4 separate regions of the Mus musculus genome follow, and regions 1, 3 and 4 are each linked to region 2. The links are chromatin contacts, called in public HiChIP or PLAC-seq and promoter capture Hi-C maps. All regions are on one chromosome and are shown on one strand. Each heading gives the region's core, a stretch centred on a gene start, on an enhancer-like site or on the middle of the called end of the contact. The rest is flanking DNA. Distances are from core to core; before and after follow the strand shown. Region 1 has its middle 20 kb from the start of Gm52239. Region 2 holds the start of Bach1 (BTB and CNC homology 1, basic leucine zipper transcription factor 1). Region 3 overlaps Tiam1 (T cell lymphoma invasion and metastasis 1). Region 4 holds the start of Tiam1 (T cell lymphoma invasion and metastasis 1).

Region 1 (2,767 bases), core at 257-2,756, 2.1 Mb after region 2:
ACTCCTGTATTTCCACTACTCCCAGAATAGGACACACACATATGAACTCACAACACACATGAACTCACAACATACAAATTCACAACACACACACAAATGAACTCACAACACACATATGAATTCACAACACACACACAAATGAACTCACAACACACATATGAGTTCACAACACACAACACAAATTTACAACATACATATACACACAAACTCACAATACCCACATTGTAGGAAGCCAACTCTAAGATGGCGCAGGTTTCTGGTGTGCCGTTGTCATAAACAACATCAGCGCAGGTGTAAACCAGAGATTGGCGCCAACCCCTCCCGAGCAGGTGCATGCTAATTAGGCATCGACAGACTGACCAATCCCAGGAGGACACGAAGCCTTTCCCTGTGCTGGGGTGCATATAAGCAGACCTCCCTGGGTTCCCGGGGTCCCCGTAGCAGCATCAAGGTGTTCCTGCAATAAAGGCTGTTGAGAAGAATCCGACCGTGTTGTGTCTTCCTTGCCGGCCGAGGTGGGCGCGACACCACATGAACTCACAGCACACACAGGAACTCACAACACACACTCACAAATGTATGCATCCGCTGGCTGAGCTCTCTTTCCCACACCACAGGCAGCATCTTTCACGTGAGGACGCCGATTCCCATGCCCCTCATCAGCATCTTTCATGTGAGGATGCCCGCTCCCATGCGGTCCATTAGCATCCACACCGTCCTCACCAGCTTGTCAGTTCTCTCTGGCGCTTGGTGCGGTCCATACCAGAGTCACAGCTTTTCTAAATGTGACAGCACCACGGTGAACTCTGGGTCAAAACTGGAGATGCAATTCCCCAGCGTCATCCAACCTCACCTCATGCGCCCCCTACTCCGTGCCCTTTCACCAAATCATCTTAAAGGATTCCTCTGCACACGCCAGTGGAGCCCACCCCTGACGGGCACCCAGCCCCGTCCTCAGCATCACCATCCTGTTCACTTACTTCACGGATGCAGCTAATTGCTCAATCTCGGGGCATAGGTCTACGTCTCCAATCCTTGGGGCGAGTGTTAGGACTGGAAATAGAGATGAGCAGACGCTACCCTGAGAGTTCCGTCGATGCGTGTGCTGTCAATCACCAGAGACTTGCTCCTCAATACTTATTTTATGTATATGGGTGCTTTGCCTGCAGATCTGTCTGTGCACCGTGTGCATGCTGTGCTTGAAGAACCCAGAATGTACCATCGTCCTCAGAACTGGAGTGACAGTCTATTGCCAACCACCAAGCCGGTGCTGGAAAACGAACCTGGGTCCTCTGGAAGAGCGTTGAGTGCTCCTAAACCCTGAGCCGTCTTCCCAGCACCTACCCTAAAGCTGAACCCTAGACAAGCCCAACTGCGCAGGTATGTGAGCCCAGACAGACGCTTCTTTAGAGTGAGAGGGAAAAAGGGAATTGCAGCCTGGATCCTTCCAAGTTCTAAATACGATGCGGCACTTCGTGGATCCATCACGAGGGGGCACCAGAGAGGCGTCCTCGCGCACAATTTGGAGGGACCTGCCTGAAGCCAACCGGGTTATGTTGGACCAAAGCAAAGGGGCAGGGGTGGGGAGAGGCAGAACACGATCCTCTCACTCCCTCCAAAATCAGGCAAATCCATGGTTCGTCCAGTTATAGCAGCAGCAGCCAACTCGTGAGGATCCCTAAAACTTCCTTACTGCATTAAAGCAAACACCAGTGCCGAGCACTTCGCTGCCAGGGTTTCAGTTAAACGATGGATTTTCGAGGGAAATTGAATCCAACTGGCACATTACAATCAACTGCATGCCTTTAAACACAGCGACGTTCCCATCTTAACCCAAAGCAAGAGGCTCCAGGACCACCTTGGGGGCGGGGGCAGATTCCCGCCAAAGTCTGATGCTTCTTGCTCTGTTGGCTCTCTCAGCACTGGACCCTCGCTGCCTAATTGCTAAGCTAGCTTCAGTTCTTCACCGGCAGAGAAATCTAGGACTATCCTACAGATCTCCACCAGGGGGCAGGCAGGGTTCACGTAGTTGTTTGGGAGAAAGGCTTCCCACGCAGCATGCTGTTATCCATCCTACACGGATAAACCCGTAAAAGAAACACTAACTTAGCCTTCTTAGAGACTAGAAATTCCCTTTGTTGTTTGAAAGAAGCCGGGTTCGCATATAACAGGCAGGTCCTGTTATAGCCAATGGAAGCACGTTCTGGTTTGATATGCGCATTTGCTGAGCGGTATTGTATCTCTGGGTGGTCTTCCTCCATCACTGCCGGCAAAAGCCTCCATTTCTTTGTGTGTGTGTGTTTTGGTTTGGTTTTGGTTTTTCGAAACAGGGTTTCTCTGTATAGCTCTGGCTGGCCTGGAACTCACTTTGTAGACCAGGCTGGCCTCGAACTCAGAAATCCACCTGCCTCTGCTTCCCGAGTGCTGGGATTAAAGGCGTGTGCCACCATGCCCGGCTAAGCTTCCATTTCTTACGAGCCCTTTTTCTCTCCTCTCATTTGAAGATAGGGGTATTGGGCACATGCATCGACTGGATAGTTGAAGAGAGATGAATGAAAGATGAGAACAAGGAGTTTTGAAATGCATGATATGGATGCCAGAGAGAGAGAGGGAGAGAGAGCGAGAGAGAGGAAGAGAGAGAGAGGGAGAGAGAGAGAGAGGGCTCCTTTGCGTTGTCAATATCAAAATGGTCAAATGTATTGGAACCCACTTCTTCAGCAAATGCTTAGGGACTTTATTGTGAAGAACACTCAAGAAAACTATTTAT
Region 2 (2,820 bases), core at 53-2,552:
GGAGCCCTTGCACTGTCTGTGTGTGTTTAAGGAGCACATACATTTTGGGGCTTCCCATTTTTCTACATCTTTCCTCTGGAACTCAAAGCCAGCAACATTATTTCTTCCTACAAGTCCTCCCAGGGCTACTGGCCTCAGGGGTGGTAATTCCTTCCTCATTTTTAATCAGGTTGGCCAGCCCAGTCCTCTCTTTCTCCAGACTGATAAGCCCTGCCACGAGTGCATGCAGCTTTGCGTAAAGACACTGCCTTGAACAACAGCGAACATAATAAAAAATAGAAACGAACAATTGGATTAACACCCCAATAAGTAGCAGAGGATGAAAGCATGACCAGGACTTGAGGGAAGACGTCTGACATGACCAGACACGGATGCGTCCATGTTTCCTGGTAGTGCAGCGTAGAGGGACAACAGGAGGCTGCCAGACAGTACAATATTCCGGATATGAAGCCCAGTACAGCGTGCTTGCCCATTGGTGAATGCAGTCCGTCGTGGCTAGGCAGATAAGAGTGCAGCTTATATTCAGGCAAGTATGAAGGGCGCAAGAATAACTCTCAAAGCAGTATTGGCTGAGCACAAGGAGTAAAGGGATTTGATCGGGGAAGCATGCATATTAATGGGTTATAATGAGCAAAGCACACTCCAGGTTACCTGCCTTGCGGTTTTCGAGGAAGGGCCTCAAGGACACAAACAACTAGAAGGGAAGCTAGTGATCATTCAGAGGGGCAGCAGCCTCCCCCTCTCAGAATCTGCTCCTAAAAGTCCTGCGGAGCTTCAGACAGATGTTGACATACACCCTTTTCAGCAAGTTCAAACACCTGGTTTTTGTGCTCCTACAGGAAAGCAGCCCAGGAGCTTGGCCGAACTGAGCTTCCGAGGTTTGGGGGCGTGGGGCAGAAGACCTTATCTAATCTGTGTGTGGGGGGGGGGGAGGGGGGAGAGGGGCTGTGTGAACAAAAACCCTGGGGGCGTGGAGGCGTCAGCCTTTTTTTTTCCCTGCCTTCAGCAGGTGAGGAAGAGGTGGTCTTCCGTGACGTGTAACCTTGCCACCAAAGGCAGAGATAGGGCGACGCGGTTGGAGGCCTGGCGCTCAGCAATACAATCCACAACGTTACACGGAGCTCGCAGGAGGCGAAATAGAGAGGCTCTTACTAGCGGAGGGCGTGGCCTGGAACGGGGCGTGGCTCCAGGCAGGGCGTGGCCTGGAGCTCGGCAGGGCTTCAGCTACGGGGCGGGGCCCGGGGGCGGAACCGGGGGCGGGGCTTTAGCGCCCCGAGGCGCTGGCGGTGGTGGCGGAGAGGAACGGAGCGCAGGGGAGGAGACGGGCGGCTGTCCGCGCAGAGGGAGTGAGTCACCTGACCGCCGCTTGCCGCCTGCAGTCGGGCCGCGCCGCGTCTCGGCTCCGGTAAGTGGCTCGGGCGGTGCGCGGTGCCGTCCTTCCGTCCTTTCCGGGGGTCACCGGGGCTGGTGGCGGGCGGCCGCGCGGGCCTAGAAGGGGCGGCGGGCTGCGCGCTGTTTACGCGCTGCGCGGACTCTCTGGGCCGGCCGTGCCGGCGCCGCCCTGCACCGCGCTCCGCCGCGGGCCGCGTCCCGCTCCGCCTGCTGCGGGGGCAAGGCCGAGCGGGCCGGGGTTCCGGGACTACCGGGCGCTCCGCGCTTCCCTTTGTTGTTGCTTGGCGCACGTTTGTAATGTGGACTCGCACAGCATAGGCAGAGTGGGTCTCGATGTTAACGACACCAGCTTTTGTGTTCGTGTCCGGTAGGGCCAGGGCCAGCGCGTTTTCGATCTTCTCCGGGACTTTGGTGTCATTTAGTGGAATTGCGCCGATGGCTTTTATGTAGTGAGCTCTCTATGTTCAGCGTGCGCTGAGTCAAGGCAGACGTAGTAGTAATTCTGAAAGAACGCGTGTGGGAAAATCCTGCTCCCCAGACAGGCTTGGAAGAACAAAGACTTTTTTTTTTTTTTTCAGGATGCTGTTCTTTTTCCTTTTGGAGAATTGTAGAGTTGTGACTGCTAGCCTTGGAGGACGATGCCCCTGCTGGGTCTTTGTTTAGGCATTGAGCACTCCTCTCAGCTCACTGGGTTTGCAGGAAAGGCAGTTCAGAAAGATTAAAGGATGACCACTGTAGATTTTTGTTCGTGGCCGAGCTTTTGAGCTCTACAAATATTCAGAGAAATGGGAAGAGGTATGGGTTGGCCTATTCTTCCTGCTCTTGTGGTAGTGGTGCAAGCTCTGGGCTGGGCTTGAAGGCGCTTGCCACTTCTGGCTTTGGACATCGTAAGGGAGTCTAGAGGAAAAAAGGCTCCTGGTGAGTCATCTTGGAGTTGGGTAGCTTTGGAGGAGTGATCGCCTCTTGTTGTTTAACCGTCGGATCTGTCAAGTGGCTTCCCTTTGTTCGCTACGTTGGTTGGATAACAAGGTAGGGTGACTCTTTAAAAGAGTTTGTGTTGCTGAGTCATTCACCCCAGACTGAGAGGTAATTAGGAACAGCTGGTGCAGATACGCGCATCACATGCCTCCACTATAAAAGGCTGAGCTGCACACACGAGGGGTGGCTTCAGGAGGCCGGAGGGGGTCCAGCTGCGGGCTGTGTGTTTTGATCCAGGTAATCAGTGGCTGACGTGGTAGAGCGTGCTTAAGACGTGGCCAAGGAACACCGAGGTGGTGTTTAAACAGCAGCCTCGTGGCCTACTGCGGGAGACTCAATTTGTGCTGGAGGAAGCTGGATCTTTGAGATTTCAGATAGAAGTAAGGCAGTCAGCAGTATTATATCATTTCTTTCCCTTGCTGTCCTCGCTTTGCCTTTAGTATTTTGATG
Region 3 (2,700 bases), core at 21-2,520, 2.1 Mb after region 2:
ACGGTCTGGGGGACGAAGGGCTTCACGGAGAGGAGGGCCCTACTGGAGACCCAGTGTATATGGGGCTCGTGTAACAGAGACCCAGTTACACGCAGACAAGAGCAGGGTCAATCACGCAGCCTCAGACCAGTCCCAGACCAGCTGCGTGAGCCGCTGCAGAGGAACACAGCAGTCTCCAGCCCCCTGAGGCTGGCCTACACTGCCAGGTTACAGAGGACCAAGGCTGTCTTGCAGTGAGACACTCTGCAACAATAACCACTAAACCAATCAGGGCTGTGTGCTGATGACCAAAGAAACAGGACAGAGGAAGTGACAATGGCCAGCTTCAGGAATGCTGAGGGGAAGGCATAGGATGGCAGTCCAAACAGAAAGGAGACATCATCTTCCCATATTCAAATCCTCCTCTGGAGACCCTCGGCTTAGTGGGACCTATGGGTCATGATAAATGTGTAAGTATCATGTACACACATACACAAGTACATAAAATAGAAATGTAATGAAAGGATTACAGAAAAAGTCATAAAGACTGCGAATTTGGGCATGACTGATCTCATGACCTTGTAGAGAAAGTAAACCATAAAGGACATTAATGATTTCTAAAATTATTATTTTATGTGCACCGGTGTTTCGCCTGTATGTATTGATGTGTGCACCCCTGACGTCAAGAGAGGCTGGAAGAGGGTATCCGATCTCTTAGAACTGGAAGAGACAGTTCTCTTACAGACAGTTGTAAGCCACCATGTGGGTGCTGGGGATTAAACCTGGGTTTTCTGCAAGATAAACAACCATTCTTAACTGCTTAGCCATCTCTTCAACTCCAACACTAAGGACTTTTAAAAACATAAAATGAAGGCGCCTCCCTCTCCCCCCAGTCTGCAAAATTAATTCCCATACAGACACTCAATCTGACAGATGCCATCGACCAACTCTCGCTGCAAATCAAGACAAGGCGTTTACATCCTCCATACCCCGGCAGGACCCACAGAGACAGGCCATGCGCTAAGCGACAGAAAGCAAGGGTGCCAACAGCTTACAAGGCACACATGGCTGCAAACTTTATCGCCAAACAAACAGGGACCGTGTGCGTGTGGCCGCGTATCAGGGGATCTACTGAACTGGACCAGATTTGTTTGCAGGAAGACAGAGCTAAGCACTTGCTCTTTTGTGGTGCCTCTCCCTGCTCCCTCTGAAATCTCCATGGAACAGCAGAACAAAACAGAGCCTTCCATCTGTGTATAGCACAGAAAGCCACTGACTGGCCAGGCAGATCTGGCGCTGTCCATGCCTGGTGCAAACAATTCCTCCTTTGAACCCGAGTGCCTTAGTCTTACAGGGCCTTGCCTGTGCCCCAGATGCCAGGGAATCTACTTCCTGCAGGAGGTGCATCTGCGCTCGCTGTGGCCCACAGCTTCCTCTTAGCAGCAGACAGATGTGCAAAAAGCTTACTGAAGGGTCTCGGGCTCTCCAATCTGGGCCTGGTCTGAATGGGCTCTAAGGTGCCACTGGCGGATGTCAGTCACCCAGGCTCAGCTCTCTCTAGCCACTTATCGAATAAGCAGCAGTGAATGTCCTGCTAGAGAGCCTGCTGTCTTTACTACAGAAGCGCAGGCTCCTCACTGGGATAGTGCAAGGTGCCTGCTTCACCTCAGTCAGTCAAGGAGTCGTCTAGGGAGGCTGCATCAGAGAGGCATGGCCACCGAAATGAATGCCAGCTCTAATAACACAACTTAAGAGCGACAGACTTTTGAAAGAGTGTGTATGTGTATATGTGTGTGTGTATGTGTGTGTGTCTAAGAAGGTCTTGCTACATAGTCTTGGCTGGTCTAGTTACTACATTACTTAAGACTGTCACCCAAGTGATGGCATGACAGGCTTCTATCACCATTCCTGGCCCTAAACATATGCTTAAAACTTCTGAAAGGAGACCCCCAAATGCTAATGATAATCCTTACAATTTGCATAGAAGTTGATTTTCTGCATAATTACTATGGCAAGTAGCCTTGTTCTGTTGATAAATTTCTTAATCTCTATCCTATGCCGCAATAGTTACTCATTTTGAAGAAGCCACCATCAAAAATAAGCTCTCCTCTCGTTCCTTAGCACACACGACAGAAAAGGGATGTGGCAGTCGAGCATATTAATAACACAATAGATGCGTGTTTAAGATGCTTCTAAGAAACTTAGGCTCTGTACCCCTCCTCCCACACTGATGCTGAGATGCACAGCTGAACGAGGCACACGTGTGCCTTTTAACACACCTTGCCCATGATGCTCGACTGGGGCAGAGTTTTCAGGGGAAGGGGGCAGAGGCAGTCTCTGAGGGCATTTTGCTTGGGATTGGGCAGGCCACTACTGTCTTACAAAGCTTGTAGGGATATATAGAACTTCACACCAAAGAATTACCTGAGCCAAAATATTAAGATGCATACCACAAGGAATCCCGTAAGAACTGAATAGCGGCTTCTTGGAAACTCTATCCAAGCATCCCTTTCCGGTTCTCATAGCTGCCTCCCCTTCACAACACAGATCCTCCCAGAATCACACGCACTGAGGGACCTACCCTTGTGTTCTGTCCCGGCTCCCTTCCTGGTGTGTTCATAAACATGTGCTTGGGAAAGAAGAATGAAGGGAGGAACAGGGGGACTTCGGTCAGAACTATGGACCACAAATGACCACAGACTGGAACTAGGGCTTAGAATA
Region 4 (2,851 bases), core at 61-2,560, 2.3 Mb after region 2:
ACACTAGGAAAATGACCAGATCAGCTAAGAACACCTCCCATTCCACTCTCTTCAAACTAGGAGTTTGTTGCAAAATGGATAGGTAGTTACAAACCTAAGAGCCAGCCATCGCAGTTACCTTTCTTACTATAAAAGTAATTTCATGAAGGATTAGCTAGTAACAAACATATAAGATCCTGGCTCCAATGCATCACCAAATCACTGATGAGATCCGAAATATGCAAAACAGGTATGTCAGCCTCAAAACTTCCTTTGACTTCACACAGCAATCAAAGACCACATACCCAAGAAAGTGTGCTGAAAACAAAAATCAGGATGGGGGGGGGGGGCGGAGCAGGGGGAGTGGGGGTCCGAGTTTATGCTTTGCTAGGATATTGTCTCTTACAAAGACCCCAAACCTGGTGCCACCCTTCAGCCAAACTTCCTCTCTTCACTCTACCCCAAATTCGATTAGGCAATGAATCAGATCAACCAGCTGCGGCAGAAAAACTCACATCAAAAATGAAGTTCCAGATAAACAAACAGTTCTCCCCCTCCCCCTTTCCCCATGCCAAAGGGGCTTTTAGCCCAACTAGCCTAATTGCAAAACTAGTGGGAAAACTCGAGACTTCCAGACCCTCATTCCAGAAGTCCCATCCAGGTGTTGGTCAGGAGCCAAAGCTTCAGAACACCCCCACCCCCACCCAAGGAAACCAGCCCAGCCTAGAATCCCAGCCCTCTCCTTCGCATTCCCTCCACCCACCCTACCCCATACACCGCCTAATCGCCCGAGGCTCACACAGCACGGTGGGTTTCAGGCAGGAAGCATCCCTGGTGGGTGTCAAGATCAATCTCACTGCCTCTTTCCCGTTTCTCTCATACAATGATCCTCGCTTAGGCAAGAGAAACTGATGAAGTTTTCCAGCCTCTTTTCCCGGAGAGTCAGAACCCGCGTGGCAGACTGCTTCTCACAGCACAACTGAGAAGCGCGGCGCTCTGGGTGCAGCATAGAAACTAAGCAGTGCCAGGACTCTGGCCATTCAGTCTCCCAGCCCCAGACCACAGTAAAGAGTTCCGGGGCTCCCACCCATCCTCGGCACAGCCTCACGCAGCAGCTTTCCCCGAGTACCCAGCACCAGAAGACTGCGGGTAGAAAGTGGATTGAATTTTCCGAAGCTCACCCGCTGCTCAGCGAGGCTCACACTCCCGGCCGCCTTTCCATCTCTCCAACTTCCAGTAACTGAAATCAGGAAGCTGTAGCCTTCCCCGCTGCCGGCGAGGGAGTGGGTGTAACTTGTGAAGTTTCGTGCTATGATGAATCTGGTCATTTGGGTGTGTTGGAGAGGGCCCAGGGCGGCGGCGGCGGCGGCGGCTCCTCCTCCTCCACCTCCCTCCTCTCCTCCTCCTCCTCCTCCTCCTCCTCCTCCTCCTCCTCCTCCTCCTCCTCCTCCTCCTCCTCCTCCTCCTCCTCCTCCTCCTCCTCTTCCCTCCCCTCCTCCTCCATCCTCGCCTCCCTCTCCGCCCCTTTCTTCAATTAAATTCTCGCCTTTGGCGTTCCTTTGCCTAGCTGAGGACTCTGCTGGCTGTCGTTCAGTTCCAGCACCCTGCTCCGCCACATCCTTGAGATTTCTCCCTATAGGATCTTAACTATTTTACAAGTGAAACTGAGCTCTCTGTGCAAAGCATAGGCTCTTGTTTGCTGTCACCTGCAGATATCTTGGTATCTCCTAAAGGATAACTACACCTCCTTACCTGCTCCCACAGGAGCGGAACCCTGGATGGTTTGCTAGACAGAGACGTAATTCCTAAACACTTGTTTAAACATAGAAATCGGACAAGGGAGAAAGGAGAAAAACAAAAACAAAACAAAAACCTTTTTAAAACCAGTGCTAACTGCTAACACAGTGCAGAAAATCCTCCAGAAGTTCTCTCTCGCTGGCCCTCTAACACAAAGCGGCCATATGTTTGATTCCCATGAACAACATTTATAGGACAGTTTCTAAAAATTGCAGAGGAAACCCACTAACTTCCTTCTCCCTCACTCCAAAGAGTACTGCTCTCCTGGCTCCACCTTGGTTTCCAAACATTAGTTTCATTAAATAAAACTTCTAATGGCCAGTGATAAAAAGAAGCCTCGGGTGTGGCCGGTCAGAGGAAGGAAGCATCATGATGTAGGAAGGCGGGTATCTGCAGCACAAAGCAGAGAGCTTTTCTGACATGGCTGCAGCAGTCGTGGCTGAGATTGACAGGTGAATAAAGCATTATCACTGTATAAGGTTGTTAGCTGTAGCAAAAGTCAAAGATATTGGAGCTAGAGAGATGGCTCAGAGGTTAAGAGCATCACTGCTCTTCCAGAGGTCCTGAGTTCAAATCCCAGCAACCACATGGTGGCTCACAACCATCTGTAATGAGATCTGATGCCCTCTTCTGGTGTGTCTGAAGACAGCAACAGTGTCCTCATATAAATGAGATAAAGAAGACCCCTGTCCCCACGCAAGGGACTTTCCTCAAATATATGGACCACAAAAATAGAAATGCAATAATCATTAAAGGGATTACAGTGACTCGAACACCAACCGGAATCAGGCAGGCAGGCAGGCAGGAAGCCATTGGTAAGAAAGGGATCTACAGTGTTTGCCAAGCAGACAAGAGGACCTGATCCAAAACATCCAAGCATACTGGCTGGCACTCGCCAGTAGCCCTAGTATTATGAAGACAAGGATTGCTGGCCAGTAGAGGTGACTGTGAGCCCCAAGATCATAAAGTGGAGAAACCCTGAAGAGACATCCGAGGTCAGCCTCTGACCTCCTCAGACTAACACCACAATGAAAAGGTACATGTGTACACATAAGCACACACATACACACAGGTA

The links. Promoter capture Hi-C pulls out the DNA fragments that hold promoters and counts their contacts. HiChIP or PLAC-seq counts read pairs in DNA pulled down with a chosen protein or histone mark.
Region 1: a contact with region 2 is called in a promoter capture Hi-C map of hippocampal neurons, with 10 times the contacts expected there. The contact joins the enhancer-like site here to the promoter of Bach1 in region 2. A contact is called at or near these places in 3 of 39 promoter capture datasets (cranial neural crest, hippocampal neurons and pre-B cells) and 4 of 115 datasets of contacts at active chromatin or transcription factors (astrocytes, embryonic forebrain, embryonic hindbrain and 1 more).
Region 3: an H3K4me3 HiChIP or PLAC-seq map of forebrain shows a contact between it and region 2, with 11 times the contacts expected there. The contact joins the enhancer-like site here to the promoter of Bach1 in region 2. A contact is called at or near these places in 3 of 39 promoter capture datasets (cranial neural crest, embryonic stem cells and pre-B cells) and 3 of 115 datasets of contacts at active chromatin or transcription factors (forebrain, large pre-B cells and thymic regulatory T cells).
Region 4: a contact with region 2 is called in an H3K27ac HiChIP or PLAC-seq map of embryonic stem cells, with 6 times the contacts expected there. The contact joins the promoter of Tiam1 here to the promoter of Bach1 in region 2. A contact is called at or near these places in 5 of 115 datasets of contacts at active chromatin or transcription factors (embryonic forebrain, embryonic stem cells, forebrain and 1 more).

The regions. Positions count from the first base shown.
Region 1 is chr16:89,772,500-89,775,266 of GRCm38.p6, forward strand. No RefSeq gene overlaps it. Among named protein-coding and RNA genes, the nearest start is that of Gm52239, 20 kb to the right of the region's middle. Within about 2 kb of position 1,507, at least 66 of the 459 cell types and tissues checked have an H3K27ac peak or open chromatin away from gene starts, as enhancers often do. A contact at or near this core is called in forebrain and hippocampal neurons, where this site is marked.
Region 2 is chr16:87,697,652-87,700,471 of GRCm38.p6, forward strand. Bach1 (BTB and CNC homology 1, basic leucine zipper transcription factor 1) reads left to right here and starts at 1,303. Exons shown (of 5, transcript NM_007520.2): 1 at 1,303-1,405.
Region 3 is chr16:89,826,606-89,829,305 of GRCm38.p6, forward strand. The region is part of intron 15 of Tiam1 (T cell lymphoma invasion and metastasis 1); the gene reads right to left. Among named protein-coding and RNA genes, the nearest start is that of Gm52239, 34 kb to the left of the region's middle. Within about 2 kb of position 1,271, at least 37 of the 459 cell types and tissues checked have an H3K27ac peak or open chromatin away from gene starts, as enhancers often do. A contact at or near this core is called in forebrain, where this site is marked.
Region 4 is chr16:89,959,517-89,962,367 of GRCm38.p6, forward strand. It overlaps Tiam1 (T cell lymphoma invasion and metastasis 1), which reads right to left and starts at 1,311. Exons shown (of 28, transcript NM_009384.3): 1 at 1,161-1,311.